Linked DNA regions of Mus musculus: regions 1, 2 and 3 are each linked to region 4. The links are chromatin contacts, called in public HiCAR-type and promoter capture Hi-C maps. All regions are on one chromosome and are shown on one strand. The core of a region is the stretch at or near the end of the contact, and the rest is flanking DNA. Distances in the headings are between cores, read along the strand shown.

Region 1 (2,700 bases), core at 181-2,680, 1.3 Mb before region 4:
AACCCAATCTGCGCCCAGTCCAGTCAGTCTTTTGCTGTCTCTTTTTCTCTTGTCCTTTCCCGCTGCACCGGTCTAGTGTAACCAAGGAATGGAGTTTGGAAAGGGTGCCTTAGTCAGATTTCCAGAAAGATAATTATCTGTGTAAGGTGGAGGGTCTCGGTGATTGATGGATGTCTTCTTTTCTCAAAGGCCTTTTTCCACCAAGCACAAAGAGCACCATGTGGAGTCTCTAGACCTCCACTAACCCACCCAGCGCTACAGCGCCAGATGGTCTAGCTCACGCCAGACTCCCCGAGACTGTCTTGCTCACTTCCTGAGCGCGCGGAAAAGTCGGCAGAGCCTGCTAAAAAATCCCCACAGTATGCAGAGAGAGACAGAGACTTAAAAACGGAGTCTGAACACCACACCTGGAGTTTACACAATCCATGCTGTACGTGCACTAAGAACTAGCGATCTGGGCAAACTTTACAAAACAAATACAGTGTACAAGTAAATACAAATCCTCTCCCCGGATGCTAAAGAACTCCGTGGCTGCACACACCGGAGAAACTGGAGGGATGACTGGGACATTTAATTTGGATAATCCAAATCCGAGAACTTTGAACTCGAAAACCTACTCAGATTTGTGTCCTACAATCCCTCTTCCCATCAGTAGGAAGACCACTCAAGCCTGCCATTTACCGAGATAGTTACACCCCCTCCCTCCAGTTTCTGTGTCCAGAGATACAAAGGAAGTAACCAGAGGTGACTAATCCAACAATGCACGGGGACAACCTCCTGCAGTTAGGCACCTGGACCGGTGAGCGGGCGTCCTTTATCTGACCACAACCTAGAGGCTGGGGAGCTGGCAGGGTGAAAAAAAAAAAAAAAAAACTTTGACTTAAAGCTTTCAAAATCCCCTGAGGGTCAACATGACCGCTCCGGTCAGCCACTCAGCAGCTTGATCCAGAAGAGGGACAGCCCAGAGGGGTGGGTCGCCGAGCCTAGCACTCCCACCCTAGACGTCACACACGCTCACTCGCACTCAGCCACGCGCTAGCGGTTATTCTTTAAACCGAGGGTAGAAACTCGGCGGGAGAGATCACGGCTTGCAGGTGATGGCCCAAAACCCAGGAGCCCTCGCCCGACACGCCCGCCCCATGCGCTCTCGCGCCTGCGCCCGCTCCCGCCGCCGGCGGTCAACCCCAGCGCTCCACTCCCGGCTCCCAGGTGCGCGGTGGCATTCCCACGCCTCTGCCAACGCCTCTCGGCAGCCATTGGCCAGCGCGGGTCCGCCCCTCCATATTAACCAATAGAAAGCCACACCGTCCCAGGGAGGCGGGGCCTGGAGAGTGGCCAGGGCGGGCACACGAAGAAGCGGAGGGGCCCCGCCCGCGCTGGGGGGCGTGGCCAGTACCGGGTCTTGCGCCCTGGCTGGGCTGCAGCGTGGGAAAGAACCTCCAGGAGCCGACCGCGCCGCCGAGGGAGCGGCGCCTGCAGAAGCCGGGCAGGGAGGGAGGGAGGAAGCCCGCGGGGAGCGCGCTGCGTTCCGCTAGGCGACAGTAGCTGCTCCTCCTTCGTCGCGATGAAGCGCCCTTGTGAGGAAACGACCTCCGAAAGCGACCTGGACGAGACCATCGACGTGGGGAGCGAGAACAATTACCCTGGGTGAGCGCGGAAAAGCGGGAGGGTGTCCGGGGAGCTTCGGGTGGAGAGGAGACCGTTTTCCCCGGGAAGCGGGTGCTAGAGTCGGGTGGGGCGAGAGATGGAGTTCACACTAGGCGTGGGAGCGACTGGAAGGGAGCTGGACTGGAGCGTGCAGGAGATGGCGAGGGAGGGTCCAGGGCTGTCAGCACAGGACACGCATACTGGCACGTCCGGGCGACGCCCCCGGTACTGGAACTGTATTTAGGGACAGTTCCAAAATAGGTCAGGAGAAAAGAAAAACAACTGGATTTCTGTTTTGAGAGAAACTGGGATCGCGACTTGAGTTTTTGAGGAGGTAAAGCATCTGAGCTAAACAGGCTGAGCTGCGCAGGTCGACAGAGGGTGATCTGGCTGACCCACCCATGAGTGACAGATATAAGGAGCAGATGAGACAGCATTGCTTTGCCTGCTTGTCCTTTAGTCTCCAGGAGATCAAGGTTCTGATCACAGAAGACAGACCTCCTGTTTCCTGTGACAGCAAGATTACCCAACCATTTTAGAGGCGGGGGGGGGTCAAATGATAATTGCTTCTAATTGGCTTGCCCAGAAGCACCTTATTTATTTATTTGCAGCTGTCACTCAAAGAGTGAAATCCTTCCCGCATATAGAAAACTGGATTTATTTCACGGGCTTATTTTAAGACGTAGAAATCAAAGCCGGAAAAATAGCTAAAGCAAAAACGATGCTTATGAGACAGTTTACCAACTCTCTCATTGTTAAAGTATTAAAAAAAAAAATGAAACCGTAGGCTGTCACTAGAAGGGGTGAGGAAGGAGTCAGTTGATTTCGAATTAAGACCCAGAAGTGAGCCGAAGGGGTGGTAATAGAACTTCTCAAAACTAGAGAGGACCTGGAGAGTTTAAGACACTAAAGAAGCATAGTACCTGTGAATTTCAAAGTGACAGAAAGTCCTAGGAGAGTATACATTAATGGACCAACTACACCACCAAATAATCACTTGATTGAACCTTGCAGTCTAAAAATACCTTTTAGTAAACTCAAGGTGAATTGCAG
Region 2 (2,700 bases), core at 97-2,596, 1.8 Mb before region 4:
TTTCCCCTGAGACCAACGCAGAATGTAACAGAAAACTTACTATAGTTTACAACTGAAGTCATCCTCACACAGAGTCCAGAAACCTTCATAAGCATCAATGTTCAAATAACTTACCTATCCTTGTTAAGACGGTCATCTCTGGTCACCATGGCCATAACTGCCATCCGGTACATGTGATCTGACACGCTTTCTGGCTTTTCGACATTTCTGTATACCCAGCCAGTCCGTGGAACTCTCTAATAAATAAGATAAGGAATTAAACAAAACACTATCCCTGGGAACAACAACAAAAAATGACAGGTGCTCTTCAAGAAAATGCCAGAGAATGGCCACAGAGCCACATGTCAGCTGAGTCGTGGTTTCAAACCTATTTTTTTAAAAATGTTTCATTTAAACTAATCATATCGATAAAAATCTGAAATCTCACTAGTGAGTGGACAATTCACAAATATACAAAAATGTTCAAAAGTATACAAAAGTCCAATAGTCTTTACTCTGTGCTAGTGAAGTATAACTATGGGATAATACACAAAAAGTTTTTAGACATAAAAGCAAAACTGGTGGTACGCCTGGTGGTACACGCCTGGAATCTAAGAACTCAACAGGTGAAGACCCAAGTTCCAGGCTGCCAGCCTGTGCTGTTCATCTGTGGTGTAGTTAGGAAAAATGCAAAGCAAAGCCCCAGTATTATTCCTAACTATGAGAGTAGTAGGTTTGTGCCGTCCAAAAACTCATTTCATACAATAATAGAATATTTTGTACATGCAACATGTGACAGACTCTCCAATTCTAACTCAGATGGCTTGGAGGAGTTTCCATGGCAGTCAAGCCTTTCACTACTTCTCAACCTGTGTAAGTCTGCATTTTCTCTGGGAGTTCTATGCATCTAACGAATTTCACAAATAGTCGCAGTGTTACAGAACAGCTCATCTTGGAACAAAGGGGGCTCTGCACAAGCTCTGCCAAGCAAGGGCTGGTGCACGCTGAAACCGATTTACTGAAACCAACAGTTCCGGAAGTCACGGTGATAGAGGAAGGTTTCCACAGCCTACGTGCAGGGGTTTCGGCTCCTGCCTTCCGCTGCCGCTCCGCAGCATCGCCATGGCCTGGGTTGTGGCCGCGCTGGGCATGGAGCGTGCACGAGTCCCCGGTCCAGCCTCGGCTGCGTACCCGCCAGCAACGCCGGGCTGAGCGAGGGAGGTTGCGTGAGGTCGGTGCCTGAGCTGGGCCGCACCGCCTCCCGGCCAAGCCGATCCCACCCGCTCACCTTGAGCTGCCCAACTAGACGCAGAAAACGCAACAGCCCGGCTCCAGAGCCGGACGAGGCCAAAGCCATGCTGAAGTGCATAAGAGCTGGGCGGTGTCAACCTCAAGCCCCTCCCCATTCCCCTTCAGCTCCTCCCCGCCCTCCTTCAGCTCCTCCCCGCCCTCCTTCAGCTCCTCCCCGCCCTTCTTCAGCTCCTCCCCGCCCTCCTTCAGCTCCTCCCCGCCCTCCTTCAGCTCCTCCCCGCCCTCCTTCAGCTCCTCCCCACCCTTTGGCTCCTCCTCACAGCCCCACTTCCTCCTTTGGTAGAGCACTTTCTCTGTACTAAGGTCTGTGCTCAGACTTTGGATGGTCTCTGCCCAAGTAACCATCAACTTTCACAGGAATCGCAGCTTGACGCTAAGGGCAGAAAGGCCTAAGGAGGATGAAGCTGGATAATGCCTGCAAACCTTGCTTCTTAGAAGCCCAGTGTCTGATTGGCAGGAAGAGCTAGCTATAAGAAGCTTCGCTTAACCAGTTTAACAAAGGCACTGGGCAAGCCTGTGAAGGGAGGCAATGCTTGGCAGACATACCAGGAAACTTTGGAGGAAGCAGGAAATGGGCTAGTAAGAGGAAGCCCATGGTGAAACCACAAGCATCCATTCTGCCAGGAAACTGATCAGGATCTTCCAGGACTACCTGACTAGTTTCCATTGACAATTTGATGGTACAAACTTTTAAATGCAGTTAATGGATATGGACAAATTCAAGCAGAGGGAGTCGAGGATATGAATAAGATTCAAGAAGAAAGAGAAATAAAAAGGAATTCCAATTTTATTTGTAACAAAGTAGGTTTATTTATTTACAGGGCCCTAAAAGGTGATGGTTCTAATGAACCATTGTCTGTTCTCGTTTCTCACTACTTGATATACCTACCACCTCTTCCATATGAGCCCGAATACTATACCGGGAACTATACTAGAAAATGTATAGTCATCATAGCATAATGTTGGTATAGAATGTTGCTCAGTAGATTCTACAGAACCCTGAGGCAGCATCCATGAGCAGCATCCAGGATTCTAAAGTCAGCTCTACAGAAGAAATGAAAAGTTGGCAGTATAGTGTAGCTGTGCATGAGGTCCCAAGTGCTCTCCAGCACTGAAGTAGCATCCATGAGCAGCATCCAGGATTCTAAAGTCAGCTCTACAGAAGAAATGAAAAGTTGGCAGTGTAGTGTAGCTGTGCATGAGGTCCCAAGTGCTCTCCAGCACTGAAGTAGGTGAGTGGTTTGTGTTATCTATAAAGCACAAGCTTCAAATGCCAGCACCACCAGGCTGCCTTGCTATGCTAAGGTCCTAGGTGTAGAAAGCCCTATTCCTGGTTTTATATATAGTCCCTATCTGCTTTCTCCCTATAAATCATACTGTTAGTCACTCTAATCAGAGTGTTTGAATCAG
Region 3 (2,700 bases), core at 15-2,514, 1.9 Mb before region 4:
AAGTGATTTCATCATCCAGTAGCCACTTTGTACCTGCCTGGTAACTTTCACTAAAAGTCATTATAGGGTAAATGTCATGAAATTGATTACATACCTATGAGATCTTCAACACAAAACTGAGAAAAACAAACAGACAAACCACCCAACCCAAACCACTGGCATGCTCGTGTGCATGCCACAAAACCACCAGTATTCTTTCTTTCAAGGGAAAGGACACCCATTTTTGTATTTTATCCTGTAACTTTGAGAGTAACTTGGGTGTGGTAAAAATACGACTTTTTGATTGATTAATCACTATCTTTCCTGAGTGTAAATCTACTTGAGGCTCTTTGGCAGAAATTACAGGAGATTTAATATAATAAACACCTTCAATCTCACCAGACTCCCCCATCTATTTTATAGAGAAAGAGAATGACACCCTTTCACGCAAAATTGCAAATTATGTAACACCAAGCATAAGAAAATGCTAGACTGTTTCATGAAGTTTGTGAGACGCTGAGGAAAAGGAAGTACGTAGAGACTGGTGGGGGTGACGTGTGAGCGCCCATTCATACTGTTAGCTTTCCAGTTACACCAGCAGACAAGCCTTGACACAGGACTGAAGTTTTAGTCTTCTCTGAAAAGGACTCCTACACCAATCTAGTGACACAGCCTACAGGCTCGGGATAACAAGACACATGTCCTATTAATGTGTCTTAGGCTCCATGTTCCTTTGTCACTTTTCACTCGGATTTGCTTGTAACACCAAACTCAGTTTTTCTTCTGCCTGTTGGAGTAAACAAAAATCTCAAAATATTGCAGCCCCTACCCCCCACGCCAGCACTGCCCAGTTTCGTTTCAAACTAGATTCATGCCCAACACCCTAAGTGCAATATAGTGTGATGAACTTTATAGAAGAAGTATACACATTACATAACCTTAATAAACTGTGTTTTTGTCCGAGCACTGTATGCTCAATGTTAAATGAGCCAATTACATTAAGTAAGGGTTCTATAAATGGGCATATAACAAAGTTATATAATGGTCAGTTGACAAAAAGAATATGGTACTGGGGCGCCCAGGAACCTAACCTGACTGTCTCCACCAGGACCAATGGCTCAGCATTGTACCCCTGCGCTCCCTACCTCCTTCCTGCCAAGGCATTTGTGTCTTGTGGGCTTCTGGGCTATGGTGTTGGTTGTCTGCGCGTTTGTGTGCTGGAGGGGAAGCCTCCCACTGGGTGCGCAGAGCGGCCGGCAGGTGGCGCCCGACCTGGCGTTCTCGGTTGCGCTGTGTAGCCTAGGTGGATTGGAAGGGGCGGAGGTAACCAGCAGCGGCCAGTGGTGGCCGCCGCCAGTACCCCGCCCCCTCCACGAATGCTCGCGACACGCGCGCCGGGAGAGGGCACGGGCGGCGGGGCTAGCTGTCTTCCGAGCTCGGGAATCGCTACCATCTGCTGCTCTGCGAGGAGTCCGCGTGTTCTCCGCGGTGCTCAGCTCCAAACCGGCCACCATGGAGGCGCAGGCACAAGGTGGGTGGTCGCCGGTCGCCCCCGAGGTCTGGTCCTCAGATGTACAGAGAGACTATTTTCCTTCAGTACCTAACTTTACTCCGGGACAGACAGGGACATCCTACGCAGACGGAACTCTGCGCCTACGCGCGCCTTCGGGATCCTTTGCTTGACTCAGATTTTGCGGTGGGGCTGGGGACCAGGGAAGGGCTGAGGACTGAAAACAGAGTAGCGGGTCTGCAGGGATTGTGTCCTTGTCTGCACTATCCCTTCCAGCAGTCAGTGGGCCATACTTCCTCGTCCTGGAAGGTGTTCAAAGGACCTGTTGTTCAGGCTCCGGATGTCTGCGCTGTTCTTCCCGGGGAGGCGTGGGGAGAGCCGGATCTTCTGGACTCCGGCCTTGGGGCTCACCTCTTGCAGTTCACAAATGCGGGCGGGGGTGACGCGGACCCGAGAGGTGGTGGTTTTGTGGAGACTCAGTGTCCCTGCTATTCGAGGGCTGCAGCGTGGGAGGATTGGCCTTCAAAGGCAAGAGAGCTTCACATTTCCCCCCAACCCCCAACCCCGCCCCCGACATCCAGATTGATAACCCTATCCCAGTTTTTCGTGTTCTTAGAAGAGTCGCTTTCCCACCCCACCCCACCTCACCCCCCACCCCAGCCGCACCCAGTGCCTGCCTTAATTGAGGGTTGGTCACCTGCTCTCCGTGCTCAGGGTGTTCGCTGGAGGAATCCAGAGAACTCTAGGATCATTCAAAATAAGAGTAAAGGGATCTTAGAAAGGATCAGAGATTGCCTTTATTATTATTATTATTATTATTATTATTATTATTATTATTATTATTATACCTAAGTTCACTGTAGCTGACTTCAGACACACCAGAAGAAGGTGTCAGATCTCATTATGGATGGTTGTGAGCCACCATGTGGTTGCTGGGATTTGAACTCAGGACCTTCGGAAGAGCAGTCAGTTTAGAGCAGGCCCTTTACCTGCCGAGCCATCTCATCAGCCCAGAGATGGTCTTATGTGGAGTGAGGGACAGGGAGGACGAAAGCTCTCGGAAATTCACTTTGGAAGCAGCACTCAGAAGGAATGGTTTGCATTAATGCCATCATGACCACCTTTCCTCGCACTGAGGAATTTTGTGGTGCCCTTTTAAATACATAATGCTTTTTTTTTTCTTCAAATGAAGTAAAGAGATTCACGACCTC
Region 4 (2,700 bases), core at 11-2,510:
TACTCATCAGCACCCTTAGGACAGGTTTACATTAAAAATGCTTTGAGGCTTGTGACCTCCAACAAAACAATTCAGTAACTATAAGTGTCTGTGCTACAGAAGAAGAGGTAGGATGCCCAACAGCGGAAGTCATCCCAGGGCCTGGTCTTTTCCCTGGTAGTGGTTTAACCTGAGAACCTGATTCTCTCTCTCTCTCTCTCTCTCTCTCTCTCTCTCTCTCTCTCTCTACTGCCAAGAGCCCTCTACTCCCACTCCCCTTGCTCTGGAAACAGAAGCAAGAAATGGAAATGGACCTTTACTCATTATCACCAAATGGAGACAATCTTTCCACATAGTATTCTCAGTCCCCCAGATGAGAAACCAGAATGTACAACAGATCCTCTCAACAGCATAAGAAGATGAGAGAGAGAGAGAGAGAGAGAGAGAGAGAGAGAGAGAGAGAGAGAGATTAACACTCTTTAACAGTGACTACTTAGGGAAGTGCCTGAGGGAGGGGGGATCTTGCAGAGCAAAGGCTGGGCTTGGAAGAAAGCCACAGTACAATTGCTTTTCCATCCAGGTTACCCAGAGAGCTCACACCTCTGGGTCCTCCCCTTAGGATCAGGTAAAGCACCTTCAAGTTGAAGGGTAAACTCCCACCTAAGCCCCTTGAGACCACACAACACAACCACAGCTACTTTCCCTGGAAAAAGGGGGGGGAGGGAGTTGGGGGGGAGGGGAGGGTTAAAGCAACAGAGAGACACTGAGAAAGGCTAAGAGTTGAGAGGGCATCTGTATCCAGAAATCCCAAGAAATTAGGAACAAGAGAGTCGAGTGGTGAACTTCCCAAGAGCAGTTGCTGGAGTGAGGCAGGGTCTCTGAAGAACTGAAGGACATGGCCACTACTATGTGGTTAGATCTGCCAGAGGCCAAGGACAACAGAAGCATTGGGTCTGGGGTATTTGGTACAGCTGGGACAGAAACCACCAAACCCCAGTGCGCCCACCTTGCCGGGTTCAAATTGTCCCTCCCCCAACCCTGCTCCCGTTCTCCCGCCGTCTTTGCTGAGTCCAGAGATGCTCCGCCACAGACCCGGGACCCCTTAGGCGCCTCTTCCCGTCCATCTGCCAAATCGCAACGCCTGTACTTTTCCAGCTCCCTCTTTCCCTCTTGAAATTGAAAGTTATTGAGGTCGCTCCGGGTTGTTGCTCCTCCCCGTCCCCGAGCTCCCCCCGCCCCCCGCAGCCATCCCGTCTCCCCCTCCCTCCTCCTCCTTCCCTATGGGGTGCTCCTAGCCCGGCCCAACACTGGAGCGGCTCCTGCTCAGAACGCCAGAAGCAGCTCGGGTCTCTCCAGCGCCCCTTGACCATGGCTGCGGTACCCACGGCGTCCGCTTCCCTGCGCTCCCGGGGTCCCTGCCACAGCCGCAGCCGCTGCAGCCTCTGAGCCCCAGGGGCCACTGCTCGCCTGGATTCCGCCCGCAGCCGCCGCTGCTGTGCAACCGAGGCTAACCTGCGGCCAGCCAGGAGGCTCCTGCAACCTTCGCTCGCGGCGATGACAGCCACCCCAGAGCAGCCGGCTGTGTTCGGACAATTTGAGAATGCAATTGTTGGTTTCCCGGTCCACCCGTCCCGCTTCGCTTGCCATCACAGCACGCCTGTTGGATCTCAGTGGAGAAGTCCCGCTGCTCTGGTTTTTCTACTCTTCGTATAGACTCGCCTAACACCTACATACATATTTTTCTTTAAAAAAAAACATTAAATATAACTAACAGTGAAAAGAAAAAGGAGAGAAAAAAGGGAAACATTACAGGGTTACTATGCACTTGCGACTGATTTCTTGTTTTTTTATCATTTTGAACTTTATGGAATACATTGGCAGCCAAAACGCCTCCCGAGGAAGGCGCCAGCGAAGAAGTAAGTTTGGGGTTTTCTTTTTTTTTGGGGGGGGGAGTGGGAGAGGAGGGGGTATTGTTGTTGTTTGTTTTTGTTGTTGTTGTTTTGGTTTTGCTTTGCGTTATGTCTTTGCTCCCTTCCACCACATTCACCTGTCAGCTGGTTTTGCCTGCCCAGACCCAGCTGCTGGAGGAAACAGTCTTTTCAACCTACACCCTATGCCTCCCACAGGAGATAGCAACTCGGGGCACTGGCTCTTCTACTCCAGTACACAAACCAGTACTGGAGTCGGTGCACCCGGTGCTAGTCTGCCCCCCCCCCCCCCCCCCCCCCCCTGTAAATCAGGATCTGGAAATCTTTCTTTCTTTCCTAGATTCGCTGTAGGGATTTGTGCTTTCCTTTGAGGCTCCGACGGAGGCCTAGAGCCCCAGGCAGTTGGGTCTCCCTGCCTTTGGGTTGTTTGATAATGGCAGGCAAGGAGACTGGGATCATCCCAAATTCCCGCCTGGCTCCGGGAACCTTGGCTGCCCCTCCCCCTAGGTTGTTTTATGGTAGTCTAGTCAATCAACCTGGGGCGGGCCCAAGGGACAGTGAGCAAGCTCCCGCGCTGCAGCTTCCCACGAAGCGCACGAGTGGAGTGGCGCTGAGGCGCCAGGGCTTCCACGACTGTCTGCTGAGTTGCCCCATGTCCCATCCTCTGGGGTTGGAAGTCAGAGGAACTCCAGAGGTTCCGAACTTCAGTCACTTTCACGCCTTGCCTGTCCCCACGTGAATGCTCTGGCCACCTCAGACTCTTTAAAGGGGGTCCCCTGAGACAGGCGCATAC

Evidence for each region. Promoter capture Hi-C pulls out the DNA fragments that hold promoters and counts their contacts. HiCAR-type assays count read pairs that join an accessible place to other places.
Region 1: a contact with region 4 is called in a HiCAR-type map of astrocytes, with 4 times the contacts expected there. The contact joins the promoter of Hey2 here to the promoter of Rspo3 in region 4. A contact is called at or near these places in 14 of 39 promoter capture datasets (the 3T3-L1 cell line, the C10 cell line, the HPC-7 cell line and 8 more), 2 of 484 Hi-C or Micro-C datasets (both in embryonic stem cells), 8 of 115 datasets of contacts at active chromatin or transcription factors (astrocytes, embryonic forebrain, embryonic midbrain and 4 more) and 1 of 9 other capture datasets (embryonic stem cells).
Region 2: a contact with region 4 is called in a promoter capture Hi-C map of embryonic stem cells, with 7 times the contacts expected there. The contact joins the promoter of Hddc2 here to the promoter of Rspo3 in region 4. A contact is called at or near these places in 15 of 39 promoter capture datasets (the 3T3-L1 cell line, 3T3-L1-derived adipocytes, the C10 cell line and 9 more), 4 of 15 datasets of contacts at CTCF or cohesin (embryonic stem cells, large pre-B cells, pro-B cells and 1 more), 19 of 484 Hi-C or Micro-C datasets (the G1E-ER4 cell line, the MNK3 cell line, the N1E-115 cell line and 15 more), 9 of 115 datasets of contacts at active chromatin or transcription factors (astrocytes, embryonic forebrain, embryonic limb bud and 5 more) and 1 of 9 other capture datasets (embryonic stem cells).
Region 3: a promoter capture Hi-C map of embryonic stem cells shows a contact between it and region 4, with 5 times the contacts expected there. The contact joins the promoter of Tpd52l1 here to the promoter of Rspo3 in region 4. A contact is called at or near these places in 4 of 39 promoter capture datasets (the C10 cell line, cranial neural crest, embryonic stem cells and 1 more), 1 of 115 datasets of contacts at active chromatin or transcription factors (stem cell-derived neural progenitor cells) and 1 of 9 other capture datasets (liver).

The regions. Positions count from the first base shown.
Region 1 is chr10:30,841,513-30,844,212 of GRCm38.p6, reverse strand. Hey2 (hairy/enhancer-of-split related with YRPW motif 2) reads left to right here and starts at 1,430. Exons shown (of 5, transcript NM_013904.1): 1 at 1,430-1,647. The coding sequence starts at 1,565.
Region 2 is chr10:31,312,051-31,314,750 of GRCm38.p6, reverse strand. It overlaps Hddc2 (HD domain containing 2), which reads right to left and starts at 1,346. Exons shown (of 6, transcript NM_027168.2): 1 at 1,268-1,346; 2 at 115-236. The coding sequence starts at 1,336.
Region 3 is chr10:31,444,522-31,447,221 of GRCm38.p6, reverse strand. It overlaps Tpd52l1 (tumor protein D52-like 1), which reads left to right and starts at 1,264. Exons shown (of 8, transcript NM_001359364.1): 1 at 1,264-1,510. The coding sequence starts at 1,492.
Region 4 is chr10:29,534,427-29,537,126 of GRCm38.p6, reverse strand. Rspo3 (R-spondin 3) reads left to right here and starts at 1,260. Exons shown (of 5, transcript NM_028351.3): 1 at 1,260-1,895. The coding sequence starts at 1,799.